Regions from separate parts of the Sus scrofa genome. Here region 2 is linked to region 1. The links are chromatin contacts, called in public promoter capture Hi-C maps. All regions are on one chromosome and are shown on one strand. The core of a region is the stretch at or near the end of the contact, and the rest is flanking DNA. Distances in the headings are between cores, read along the strand shown.

Region 1 (6,321 bases), core at 1,312-3,811:
GCTGTGGGGGCGGCCAAAAAAAAAAGTCTATAAAGGTAGTTCCCGTCATGGCTCAGTGGAAATGAATCTGACTAGCATTCATGAGGATACAGTTTTGATCCCTGGCCTCGCCAGTGGATTAAGGATCCTGCCTTGCTGTGGCTGTGGCATAGGCTGGCAGCTGTAGCTCTGATTCAACCCCTAGCCTGGGAATTTCCATATGCTGCACATGCAGCCCTAAAAAGCAGAACAAAACAACCCCCCCAAAACAAACAAATAAATAAATATAAAATAGTACTTTAATGTGTGGACCAATCACCTGGGGGAAATCCTGTTAAAAGTGCAGATTCTGGAGTTCCCATTGTGGCTCAGTGGGTTAATGACCCTAAGTTGAGGATGTGGGTTTGATTCCTGGCCTCCCTCAGTTGGTTAAGGATCTAGCGTTGCCACAAGCCAAGGAGTAGGTCGCAGATGTGGCTTGGATTTGGTATTGCTGTGGCTGTGGTATAGGACCAAGCCACAGCTCCGATGAGACCATTAGTCTGGGGACTTCCATGTGCGGCCATAAAAAGAAGAAAAAAAAAAGTGCAAATTCTGTTTTATGGGATTTGAGTTGTGGTCACGGATTCTTGCATTTCTCAACAAGCTTCCAGGTTCTGACTATGCTGCTGGCTGGGTGGTCACTCTTTTGAGTACTGAGATTTTACATTAAGTGCCATTACTTAACACAACAAGTAATACAAAAAGCCCCCAAAAGGAGTTCCAGGGACTAGCTATTTCTTTAAAAATTCAACTTTTCCACTTTAGCTTTATGCAGAGTCACTGACCCAACTAAGTGCCCAGCACCAGCCAGGCTAGGGCATAACGAGCTGTGTGAGGGCATCATTTGGTCCTGGAAGGTTCACAGCACTCTTTTACGGAAAGATCCTGCAATTGTCTCCCCACCACTTTCAGCTTTTTGATCTTAGCCTCTGCCTCTGATGATAATTACCCCTTAATTAGCACCCGCCACCATGTCATCTAAATAATTATAGTAAGTGCAGCTTGCACCTCTGCCGGCAGTCTTCAAACAAACCGATAAAACAAGATCCTATGCCAATTTTTAAAAAAGACAAAACTGACCCAAATAAAAATATGCCATGGAATACACAGACCTGTTAAAACTTCCACTGAAATAAGCTACTGAAGAGGTGCTTTTGAAACAATCAGCTATTGATATATTTGGGAAATTGTAAATGTCAGCATACAGATTTTGCAAGCCGCTGTACTTGCAAACATGCTAAAATCCACCTTAAGTTTCTGCTGCGAAGGGCTACAGAATGTCCAAACTATTTTTTTTTCTTTTTTTGGAGTTTCCAGAAAACATTGGAAGACTCTGGTAACTTCTGCGTGCATGCAAAGCATATTATCCTTTTGTGGAAGTTGGGCGGGTCTTTTCGCAGAAAGCAATTAGCAGTTCTCTAATTTCCCAAGTGGATCTCTACTCGTGGCCCACCGAACAGCAGGGCCATCACAGCCCCAAGAATCGTGCACCCCTCCTAGGAGGAACCTATTACGCTACTCATTCGACTGTTGTTTTCCCACCGCAGCCCGAGAGAGAGAGAGAGAGAGAGAGAGAGAGAGAGAGAGAGAGAGAGAGAGAGAGAGAGGAAGGAGAGAGAACCAAACCTAAAATTTACCAATTTTCCGAATAGGTAATACAGTGAAACACAAAAAACCTCCAGTTCGAACAGCACAAAATGGTGTATAGCGAAAAATAAATACTCTTCTCTCTCATCATCTCTAACCTTGCTGTCCTTCCCAGAGATAATCACTCGTTCATTAATTTTTTTTATTTTGGAAAATTTCAGACATACAGCTCTGTAGAGACACCGGAGTGAGTCGTGTATAACACAGCATTGGCAATGAAAAACACCCCACCGGGCTTGTTTTATTCTCTCTTCCTCAGTTTTTGTAGGAGTTATTTTAAAATAAATCCCAGACACCAGATCATTTTATGTCAAAACTTTAGTATTCCGTTTTTTCCCCTCTCCTTAACCTAACCACACTACCGTCATCACGCCCTACAAGGAGTCCCTTTTAACGGGTTCCGGACGGATCAAGGGAGAAAGAACTACGAAAGGCGAAGGGGACATAGAGGACGCATTTAAGAGCCGTGCCGACATCGCTCCCGGCCGCGCCATTGGGCGCCCAGCGCCTCAGGCCTCCCGGTTCCCGCCGTCATTACCTGCGCCGGGCCAGCACCGGCCAGACCGGTCAAAGACCGCTGGGAACCGCGAGCTCCCGCCTCCTGGCTCCCAGGCGGCGGCCCCAGTAGGCCCGGCGCAGCTGCACAACCCACCGTCCCCAGACACCGGCGAGTCCCTGGAGGGGAAACGATTGACACAGCTGCCTGCACTGCGCAGTCGGCCCTCCCCCGCGGCATCTGCGTCTCCCAGCGGGGATGGGAGCTCAAACTGGCTACCGAGCCGGGGCAGCCGAGGTCCGCCACAGCCGCTCCTTCGGCAGCCCGCTCTTGCGCCGGGCTCTCAGCCCCGCGACCTCGCGGACCTGGACTACAACTCCCGTCGGGCCCCGCGGCCGGGCCAATGGCGGGCGCCGGAGCATGCGGGGCGCGGCGCCTGCGCGGCGGTTTGAGTAAGCCGCCGCGCAATTGGCTGCGGGGTCGGGCGGCCGCGCGGGGCCTGTGGGAAGCGGAGTGACGGAGCGAGCGGCTGTTGGAGGAAGGAGGTGGGGGCCGGGAGCGCAAATGGCGTTGAGATGGTTCAGGGCCCTGTTCAAACTCCAGCGCTGACCATTCACCGACGGAAGCGGCGGCGCAGGAGGCGGCGGCGGCCCATCGGGGGCACGTAGCGGGCTCTGGTACCAGCTCCGGCGGTGGCCAGGGAGGCCTAGTCCGGGCCCGGCCGGCGGCGCTCGAGGCGGGGAGGGAAGTTGCGGTGCCGCCGCTCCTCCCCCCCTCCACCGGTTTCCTATTTACCGAGAGCGGAGTCGCGGGTTCTGACGGTGGCGGAGCTCCTTGCTTCTCTTCACGCACCAGCCAGCCCCGTTCTCCCGCGCGGGGCTCCGCCGCCCGCCCGTGGGCCGTTGGGAGCCGGAGAGGCGGAGGCGGCCCGAGGCTAAAGCACCCGCCAGGCGCCGAGGGTAAGTAAGGTCTCGGGCGGCTGCCTAGGCCCAGAGCTTGTCGAGGGTGGGGGAGGCAGGGGTGTTGGAGGGGGTGATGGAAGTCTCTCTGTCACCCACCCGGCCTCTGAGGAAGTTGGGCAGCGGAACGATCTGAAGAACTCTTTTTTCCTTTATTCTGAGTTCTTTTTGGGCGATGGCTGATTTACTTCCCTCCCCAGGCGCGGTCAAGTGTGTTGGTTACGGGCCTGAATCTTTTGCCGTCTCTTCCTCCGCCCCTGGCCGCCACTGAGGCCTTCAGCTGCCCTGGGGATTCGGTGGCAGAGGCTTCCGGGGCGTCAGAAGCAACGTCCCTTTCCTGGGAGGTGGGGGTGGGGAGGAGAAAAGTTGCGTGAGCCTCCGGCGGGAGCGGGGGGGCGCCTCTCCCCGCCACCTTCTATTGCTCCGCCGCCCCCAGGTGAGGGTTTCTGGTTCGTGAGGTTTGGCTTTTCCTTCTTTCATTCCTTCTTGGAAGCCTCTAAATCCTTGGAGATCTGAAAGACGCTGGATTTCAATGGGGGTTAAGTGTGAGGACTTTTTATTCGCAGCGCACTTCCCTGAAAATTCGACCTGGCTTTGGGCTGAGTGAGGTAAAGGCCCAAAGACTGCGAAGACCTAATTGTGAATCATTTTTTCCTTTTTGGTTAGGGTAGTCTTTGGAGTTTGAAGCTTCAGCAAGATAGCCTGTGTTCTTGAAATATACTTAAAATGTAATGTCACCTATGTCTACCTACTTATTTTGAATTTGTACGTACTTTATACACTAGGCTTAGATAATGCAATCACAATAGTTTGTCTAGTGACTTTTAAAAGAAAGATAGAAAATTGGAAAGACAGTCAAAAGTAGGGAGTGTTAGGTAGTGAACTCCCATATAGTCATCTTTCAGAATCAAGTTATTAACTCTCAACTCATCTGTGCACTTTCCATTCCACACCTCTTAAAGTTAGAGAATCACTGACATTATTGCATCAGTATTTCAGTATATACTTGTCAAAGACATGGGTTATTTTAAAAAAACGTAAGCATGATTTTCTTACTGCTTAAAATAATTAATTTCTTAATCAAATATTCGTTGCAGACTTTCAACTTGCAACAGTGAATGCTTTGTGGTTCTAGGACCATTTTTACCATGAGTTTTTCTGGTGTGGGCCTAAAATAGCCCAAGTCTAGATTTTTGGTTTGGCCTTTAGTCAGCATTTTTAGGTGATTACCATGTTAGTGTATCCAAAACATTTCAACTTTGTTGGTGTATATGTAAATATAGGTCTGTAGATCAGGGCTTTACCTTCATGGAGGAATGAAAAGAAATGATTTATTTTGTCTTCTGGTAGCTGCCAAATATTCTTAGTTTTTTAGGATGTACTTAACAAGAAAGACAAAAATCTTTAGTTTAAATGTACAGTAGGAAGGGAAATAGATCTCCCTCAGGAAAAAGTTTTGTGACATATTGAAAGGTCTTCGAACAAATTACAAACCATTTTCTTTTAAAGAAGATGTGAGTGATGACTAAATTGTTATTTTATCCTATTAGAATTAGCTTCTCACTGAAATATGAGAGGGGAATATAAACTAAGTTTATAGTGATTCCCTATAAATTGCCAGAATTTAAGAAGGGGAACCATGTAAAGTATGGATAAAAAACATTCAAAAATATAGGTCAAAATATCATTCCAGTCATACTGTAAATTTCAGAGTTTGCCTTTTTTTTCAAGTGCGTAGGCAATTGTTCATTTTTTTCTGTTTGTATTTAATTTATTGATATTTAAACTTTAGGTCACAGTGTGAGAAATGGATAAAGATTGATAGTGTTTAAAAAGTAGCTTGTTTTTTAAATGTTTGACTCTTGATATACTGTTCTGAAATTTTTTTTTGTCCTAGTACTTATTATGTAGATAAATCAGATGAATCAGTTTATCCTTTCTTAAAGCAAAGAGGAAAATAGTTATATGTTTGCATTGCTTCATGCAGTAATCCGGAGACCAGTCGGTGTAATGTGCTGGAGTTCACTAGCTCTAGAAAACCTAGCTCAGTAAATGAGCACAGGACTATAGGGACAAGGAAGATAGAGTAAGTATGGTTTCTTGGATTTAGGGAGATGACCAAGAAAGGAATATTTTTCAAGTCACAGTTCATATTGCTTTAGAACAAAAATTAGTATCTTTGAGGTTGGGTTAAAAGCTGCAGGTTCTTATATGTGAGAAAATAGCACCATTTTTTTGACTTTCCCCCCCTTTCTCATAAGTGCTGTGAAATTTCAAAGAACTGTGTTTAGTTAATTATTTGACATTTTTAAGATCCTGAAAAAATTCACATTTTGTGCTTAAGATTTTATATATTAAGAGTAATTGGCCCATTTAGATTATTTTTTTATGGTAAAAGTGATGAGAATAGTAAGTAGACTCATTTGAAACTAAAAAAAATTGATGTTCCACTCTAAGTTGGTTTTGTGAATGCTGTATTATAAGTTGGTTAGTTGTTACACTTTCTTATTCTGAAAGTATCATATGGATATGTACTCACTGTAAAAAAAATGGCAGAAGTATGTAGAATAAAAAATTAGCCTCTCTATATTCCCTCCCCACATTTATTTAACCATTTTAAAAAAGCTGTATCTTGAATGTTGAAGAGCCGCATGGAGGGCATCCTTATGTTCTTATTTTTACATTCAATATTAATACTTGTCAAATATTTGTTGATTGTATATTTTCTTCCTTTTTTCCCACAGAGAATATGAAACAGGTGTCAAAATGACATCCAGATTTGGGAAAACATACAGTAGGAAAGGAGGAAATGGCAGTTCAAAGTTTGATGAAGTCTTTTCCAACAAACGGACCACCCTTAGCACAAAATGGGGAGAGACCACATTTATGGCTAAATTAGGACAGAAGAGGCCCAATTTCAAACCAGATATCCAAGAAGTTCCGAAGAAACCTAAGATGGAAGAAGAAAATACTGGAGATCCTTTTGGATTTGATAGTGATGATGAGTCTCTCCCAGTTTCTTCAAAGAATTTAGCCCAGGGTAAGGGTTCCTCTTATTCAGAATCTAGTGAAGCTGCTCAGCTGGAAGATGTCACTTCTGTACTTGAAGCTAATAGCAAAATTAGTCAGGTGATGGGTGAAGACAGTGTTGTATCTGATAAATGCTTACGTTTGGAGGATACTTTGCTTGGGAAAGAA
Region 2 (5,678 bases), core at 1,536-4,035, 330 kb before region 1:
AGGTCATACAGCTAGCAAGAGGCAGAGCTGGGAACTAGGACAGGGAGCACCCACCTGCTCCTGGGACCTGTAGACCCCGTCCTTGCCGTGGAAGCAGAGGCCTGGGCGCTGCCCCCAAAGCCAGGGGCAGGGCGATCCCCTGCCCTTCCACCCACCCACTTCTTCCTGCTGGGTGCCTAGGACTCTACCGGCCAGGGGCCTGTGCCAGTAGGGGAGCTTCCTAAAGGACAGCCTCACACAAAGCTGGAGACAGCACGTCTCTGGTTTAGGAACACCCCTGCCCTCAATATGAACTCGCTCCCACCACCATCTCCCCATCTCCCACTCAATCTCCCTTTAAGAGCGCGGGCTAGGGAGCCAGGCTGCCCCGAAAATTTCACGCTCACTTAGACTAGCCATGGGACTTTGCGCACATTGCCGTATCTCTCTGGGCCTCATTTCCACACTCTGTCTCATGGGATGTTGTGCCCATTAAATGAGTTAGTAGGTGTAAAATGCTCCAAGGAGAGTTTCTTTGTGGTGGGTGCTGCAACAGTTCTCCCAGCCTGTCTCTGTCCCGTGGGAGTGCCCCCTGCCCCTGTGCTCTATGCTGCCCAGCGCACGCGCATACGCGCGCGCACTCACACGCACACACGTGCACGCTCGCTCTGAAAGGCGGAGGTGGTAGGCGTGGTCAGAACCCTCAGTGTTTTTCAGTCACCAGGGGGCGCTGCTTCTCCGCTCCTCTTCCTCCTCCTCCTCCGGACCGACACCTAGCCAGGCTCTGGAGGGAGGGAGACCTCGGGACCCTGGGTGGGCCGTGACTCGGCAACTCTGGCCAGGTGTCCACTGCCAGTGGGAGGCTGCTTGTCACCACGTAGGGTCCCCAGGCCCCTGCTTTCAGTAGTAAAATGTGAAACGCAGAGCACCATCACAAAGGCGTGGTTTTGAGCCTTGTTTTTCCAATTGGGCCCTACACTGCCCCGCCTCCACTCCCCACCCTCCGGGCGGGGAGTTGTAAAGATTCCAGCAGCTAATCGACGGGACGACACCAAGCACGGCGCAGGGCCTCTAAGTCTGTTTACCTGTACATCAGTGGCCGTATCAATGCCTCCTCCCCAGTTGGCCTCCTCCTGCCCAGAGGAAAGGATGGGACTGTCTCAGGGCCAGGGCTGGGGACCAGGCTCACCTTGCGCACCACTCCGGAGGTGACCGCGATGTTCTCTGCCTCCTCCACAGTCTTGGTGGCCACAGTGTTGACGCTGGAGACCACAGCCTCGCTCACAGCACTGGCTTGCTCCTTGGTCTTCTCAGCCACTGTGGGAGGAAATCTGGATAGTTCTGCCCCAACCCAACCCACCTGGGCCTGGCCTGCCCAAGTCGGGCCTGAGCAGCCCCTTCCCCGGGCATTTGAAACCCAGACTTGAGTTCCCGCTGTGGCGGCTTCTCTGCATCACCAGGACATAGGTTAGATCCCCAGCCTGGCATAGTGGGTTAAAGGATCCAGTGTTGCCACAGCTGTGACATGGGTCACAAGTGCAGCTTGGATCTGATCTCTGGCCCAGGAACTCCATGTGCCAAGGACGAGCCAGAAAAAAAAAAAAAAAAGAAAAAAACCAACTCTGGCTCTACCAGAGACCCTAGGCTGCCCTCTTTGTGAGTCCAGGGGAGCTCTGGTGATGATGCGGGTGGCCCACCCTGGGTGCTGGAGAAGCTGGGTCTATGTACAGCTGGGGGAGGGTAAGGAGGGCCTTTAGAGCAGAAGTCCTTAGATGTCCCAGCCTCTATGTCCCCTGGTCCTGGGGCTTCTCACCTGAGGTCACACTCTGCACAACACCTTCCTTGGTCTTGGCTCCTGTGGAGGAAATGGAGGCGTCAGCCCAGGCCCCCTCCTCCTGGTGTTGGGAGAGGAGTGGTCAGGGCAAACACACCACAGAACAGCTGGACAAGCTGCAGGGTCGATGGGGGGGGTAAGGATGGTGTCTGGGGGCCAGTCAGCCCTTCAAAGGCCACTTCCTGCTGTGTCTGGAAGAAGGCGATAGAAGGGAAGTGGACAGGACAGGATGAGGGGGACAAGAGAGACCAGGCCTGAGGTAGGGTCTGGACCCCGAGTGGGTGTGGCCTGGGCCTTGGAAGCAGCACACAACAGGGCCAACAGGAGCTGAGTCATCATCTCAGTCTCCTCTTCAGAGGATGCTAAGGGGGTCTGGACAAGACGAAGGGTCAGTCTCATCTCCCCAGACCTGTGGCCTGGCTGCTGAGCACCTGCTTGTTCTGCCTGCAAGCTCTGGACTCAGTGTGGCTTCTTATCTGAGTCTAGGGGCCTGTGAGTGACGCTGGGGCGGGGGCACTGGGGTGCGTTGGTGTGTGCATTTGTGTCTGCACAAACACCTGGGTCTCAGGGCTAAGTGCTTCCCTTACTGTCCTGCCCCAGAGACCCCTGGGGCCCCGAGGAGACCCACACAGACAATGGGATGTGCAGGAGAGTGGGGGTCCTCCAGGGGAGGAGACCCTGACTCAACAGCCAGGTGCCCATCCCTCCCCAAATGCCTCCCTGGGGCCAGGACATAGTCAGGCCCCTGTAACTGGGCAGCCACCAGGCTGCCCCGCCCTGCCAGACCCTGCCACGCCCAAACTCACCCACATACATGACACCCTCCTTGGTCTTCTCAGCTGCCTCCGTCACCCCCTGCTTGGTCTTCTCCACGGCGCCCACCACACCCTCCTTGGCGATGGAGAAGCCCTTCTTGAAGACATCCATGGTGGTGGGCAGGGACCGAGCTGGACTCCCCAGGCGAACTGTGACTGGAGCTGGCTTGAGTGCTGCTGCAGCAGCTGTCCCCGCTGCTGCTGCCTCTTATTGACGCCAATGAAATATTGATGATGCAGCAGCGGCTGATGGGAACCCGGCCAGCCCAGGGGTGGAGGCGGGGAAGGAGGGAGGGAGGGAGTAGGCTTGCCTGCACCTTCTCCCGGGGTCCCCTGGGCCCTGCTGGGCTCCATCCTTCCCTCCTGTCCCCTGCCTGCCCCGGAGGGCACAGCCCCTCACTCATGTGCTGCCCTGTGCACCCACAGGGGTGACCCTGGCCGGGTGCTCCTGGTCCTGGGGCTGTTGTGTCTGTGGGCAGAGAGGGGTCAGAGGGGCAGCAGGCACAGAGAGGGGAGGTGCCTTTGCTACTAGCATCCCAGGTAGGCCAGGGGTCAAGGCCAGGCAGGCTTGTCAGGCCAGACCTCCTGGACCTGCCTGAGCTGCTCAGCTACTCACCAGCACCGTGGATGTCCCCATCCCTGGCTCCAGCAAGTCCAGGTGGAGGGTCTGCGGCACCAAAGGGCTTCTCCAGGTCCTGACCCTGGCTGCAGACTGTGTGACCCTAGGATGGGTCCTTTCTCCCTCTGAGCCTCCACCCACCTGCTAACTCCCACAGCCCAGGGGTGAGAGATGCTGAGTAGGCATGAAGGGCCCCCCACTTCCTGGCCACCAGCATGAATGGGCAGCAGGTTCCCTGGGACGGATCCGACCGCTTCCTGCACCCCCACCTCAATGCTGGTGCGCTTCTCCTGGCTCCCATGGGGACATGCTCGGTGGGGCCACCTCCCCCCCGTGTCTCCCACATCCCCAGGGTCCCTGACCTGAGTCCTCTTGGGCCACAGGAACTGGTGTGTGTTGTGGGCTGCCTCTGTGGGGGCCGGGCGGGGGGTGAGGGGGGCCGGACGAGACTCACCGGGTGGGCCGGCCCAGGCCACTTCCTCTCTTTGTTGTCCCTGTGCTTTTTTTTCCTTCTGAGACTTAACTTGAAGACAACATCACAGCACTGGCAGTTTCTGGAGTCACCCGAAGAGGCTGAACCTGCCCCAAGGCAAGATGATTCTGATAGTGCTGCTCAGCCTTGGGGGGCCCCTGGGGGCCTGGGCCCAGATCCCTGGTATCAAGTTCTCTGATCCCTACAGTTCCAGGCCACCTGGGGTCTGGAAGGCAGAGGCTGAGGACATCAGCAGGGACCCTGCCAGACGGTAAGAAAGGCCTGGACCTGGGGGAGGAAGTGGTACAGGATCTGAGTCTCAGCTTGGCCAAAGCTGGGACTCTCTGGACCTCAGCCATCAAATGTGAAATGGGCTCATACTCTCTATCTGCTGAGCTAGCTGTGCGATGGCATGAGGTGCTAGGTCAGGCTCCTCTTTAAGAGGCCTCCCCCCTGAGCCAGCCAGGACTGGGTACCCCAGGGCCCCGCCTAAGGACCACAGGAAGTTCCCTACCTGACCCTTGGCAGGTAATGGGCCTGGAGGATGGGCAGGGTGGCAGTGTTCTTTGCCATCAGCCACTAGCATGGGGTGCTGAGGGACTGGGGTTCCAGAAGTTTCCAGATGGTCTGGGAGTGGCTCCTGTTCTTTTGAAGTAAGTCAGTTCTGAAAGCTGAGCCCAGATGAGGCTGGCTCGACCTAAGCCATAGCAGACAGATGTTCCTGGGACTGCTTTGGATCTGAGTGCCAGGGGGACCAGCATGGGTCCTCAGCCCGGCCCTAACAGCCGAGCAGTGAGCAGATAGAGGGCCCTGCTCTATTTCCAGTACCAAAAGGAGGCCGAAGCATCCAGGGAGCTTGGCTTCAGCGTGCCTCTGAAAATGGGCGGAATGGTCTTATGACTAGGCCAGAACTCCATTCTCCAGTCTTTTTATTTGTTCAGGGCCAGGGATCCTCCTGCTGATAAGGCTCTGGGAATGTGGGGCCCTCCTCGGGGTGCCACACAGGCAGAGCAGCTGGTGATATTTACTGGGTCTGCCTCTGGGCTAGGCCTCTTGCCAAGTGTTATCTCAGTTAATCCACCCTCAGAGGAGCCTGAGGCTCAGAGAGGCTAAGCAACTGGCCCAAGGTCACACAGCTTAGGAGAGCTGGAACCAGAATCTGAGTCTGACTCCAGAGAGCATACTCCAGTCCCTGGGGCACTCAGAAGCAGCCCCAGTTCCAGGGGCACCCATTCTCCCCTACCCCCCTCCACACACAAACCAGATTTGGTTGAGGGCATCTGCATGGATTTGGAGGGTGGGGGGGCGCAACTTACGCCCACCCAGAGTCTCCCATTCACCCTCACCTTGGCCTGGGCTGAATCTGCCTGGGGTAGTTCTCATACAGCTGTGACACTTCAAGGTGAATGTGTTTGTTGGACATTTTCCCAAAAGCGGGTCTGACCGGGGAGAGGCAGGAGGGCGAGAGCAGCGCTGTGGACCGCCCATCGGTGATGGAGGGGAGGGCCGTATAGGAGAAGAGGGGAGAGGTTGGTCCTGGAGAGACCCCCTTCTTGCTCCATCCTCAGTTCTGCACAGAGCTGGAAGGTGCAGGTGGCTCTTGGCAGGGGAACCCAGCCACCCAGCTCTGATTCAGGACCAAGCACCCCGCCTTTGCTCCCCAAAGCCATTAGCTCCATACCCCTGTCTCTGGGCGGCCTGCCTCCCTCTGATGAAAGGGAGGGAGAGGGGTCAAGCGGATGGGAAGAGGTAAGAGCTGCTTCTTCTCTCCCCTATCCTGAGCTGTGGGGAGAGACTGTGTCCCTTTAGCCCCAGAGAGGTGGGCCCTGGTCTGACTGCTCACAGCCTGCAGGGGTCACTCAGCCATAGTCTGGTGGTCCCGGTGTGTGCAGGGGGCCTGGGTTTGTGCACAAGGGTGCCCTGGCCTGGGGATGCCCAGGCAGGAGTCCCAAGCCCTGG

What was found. Promoter capture Hi-C pulls out the DNA fragments that hold promoters and counts their contacts.
Region 2: a promoter capture Hi-C map of fetal liver shows a contact between it and region 1, with 2.6 times the contacts expected there. The contact joins the promoter of SNCG here to the promoter of WAPL in region 1. A contact is called at or near these places in 1 of 5 promoter capture datasets (fetal liver) and 1 of 47 Hi-C or Micro-C datasets (fetal liver).

What each region holds. Positions count from the first base shown.
Region 1 is chr14:87,584,918-87,591,238 of Sscrofa11.1, reverse strand. WAPL (wings apart-like protein homolog) reads left to right here and starts at 2,561. Exons shown (of 19, transcript XM_013990453.2): 1 at 2,561-3,123; 2 at 5,868-6,321. The coding sequence starts at 5,890.
Region 2 is chr14:87,914,458-87,920,135 of Sscrofa11.1, reverse strand. It overlaps SNCG (synuclein, gamma (breast cancer-specific protein 1)), which reads right to left and starts at 2,785. Exons shown (of 5, transcript NM_001103211.1): 1 at 2,620-2,785; 2 at 1,793-1,834; 3 at 1,169-1,296. The coding sequence starts at 2,740. MMRN2 (multimerin-2) reads left to right here and starts at 3,809. Exons shown (of 9, transcript XM_005671182.3): 1 at 3,809-3,990. The coding sequence starts at 3,842.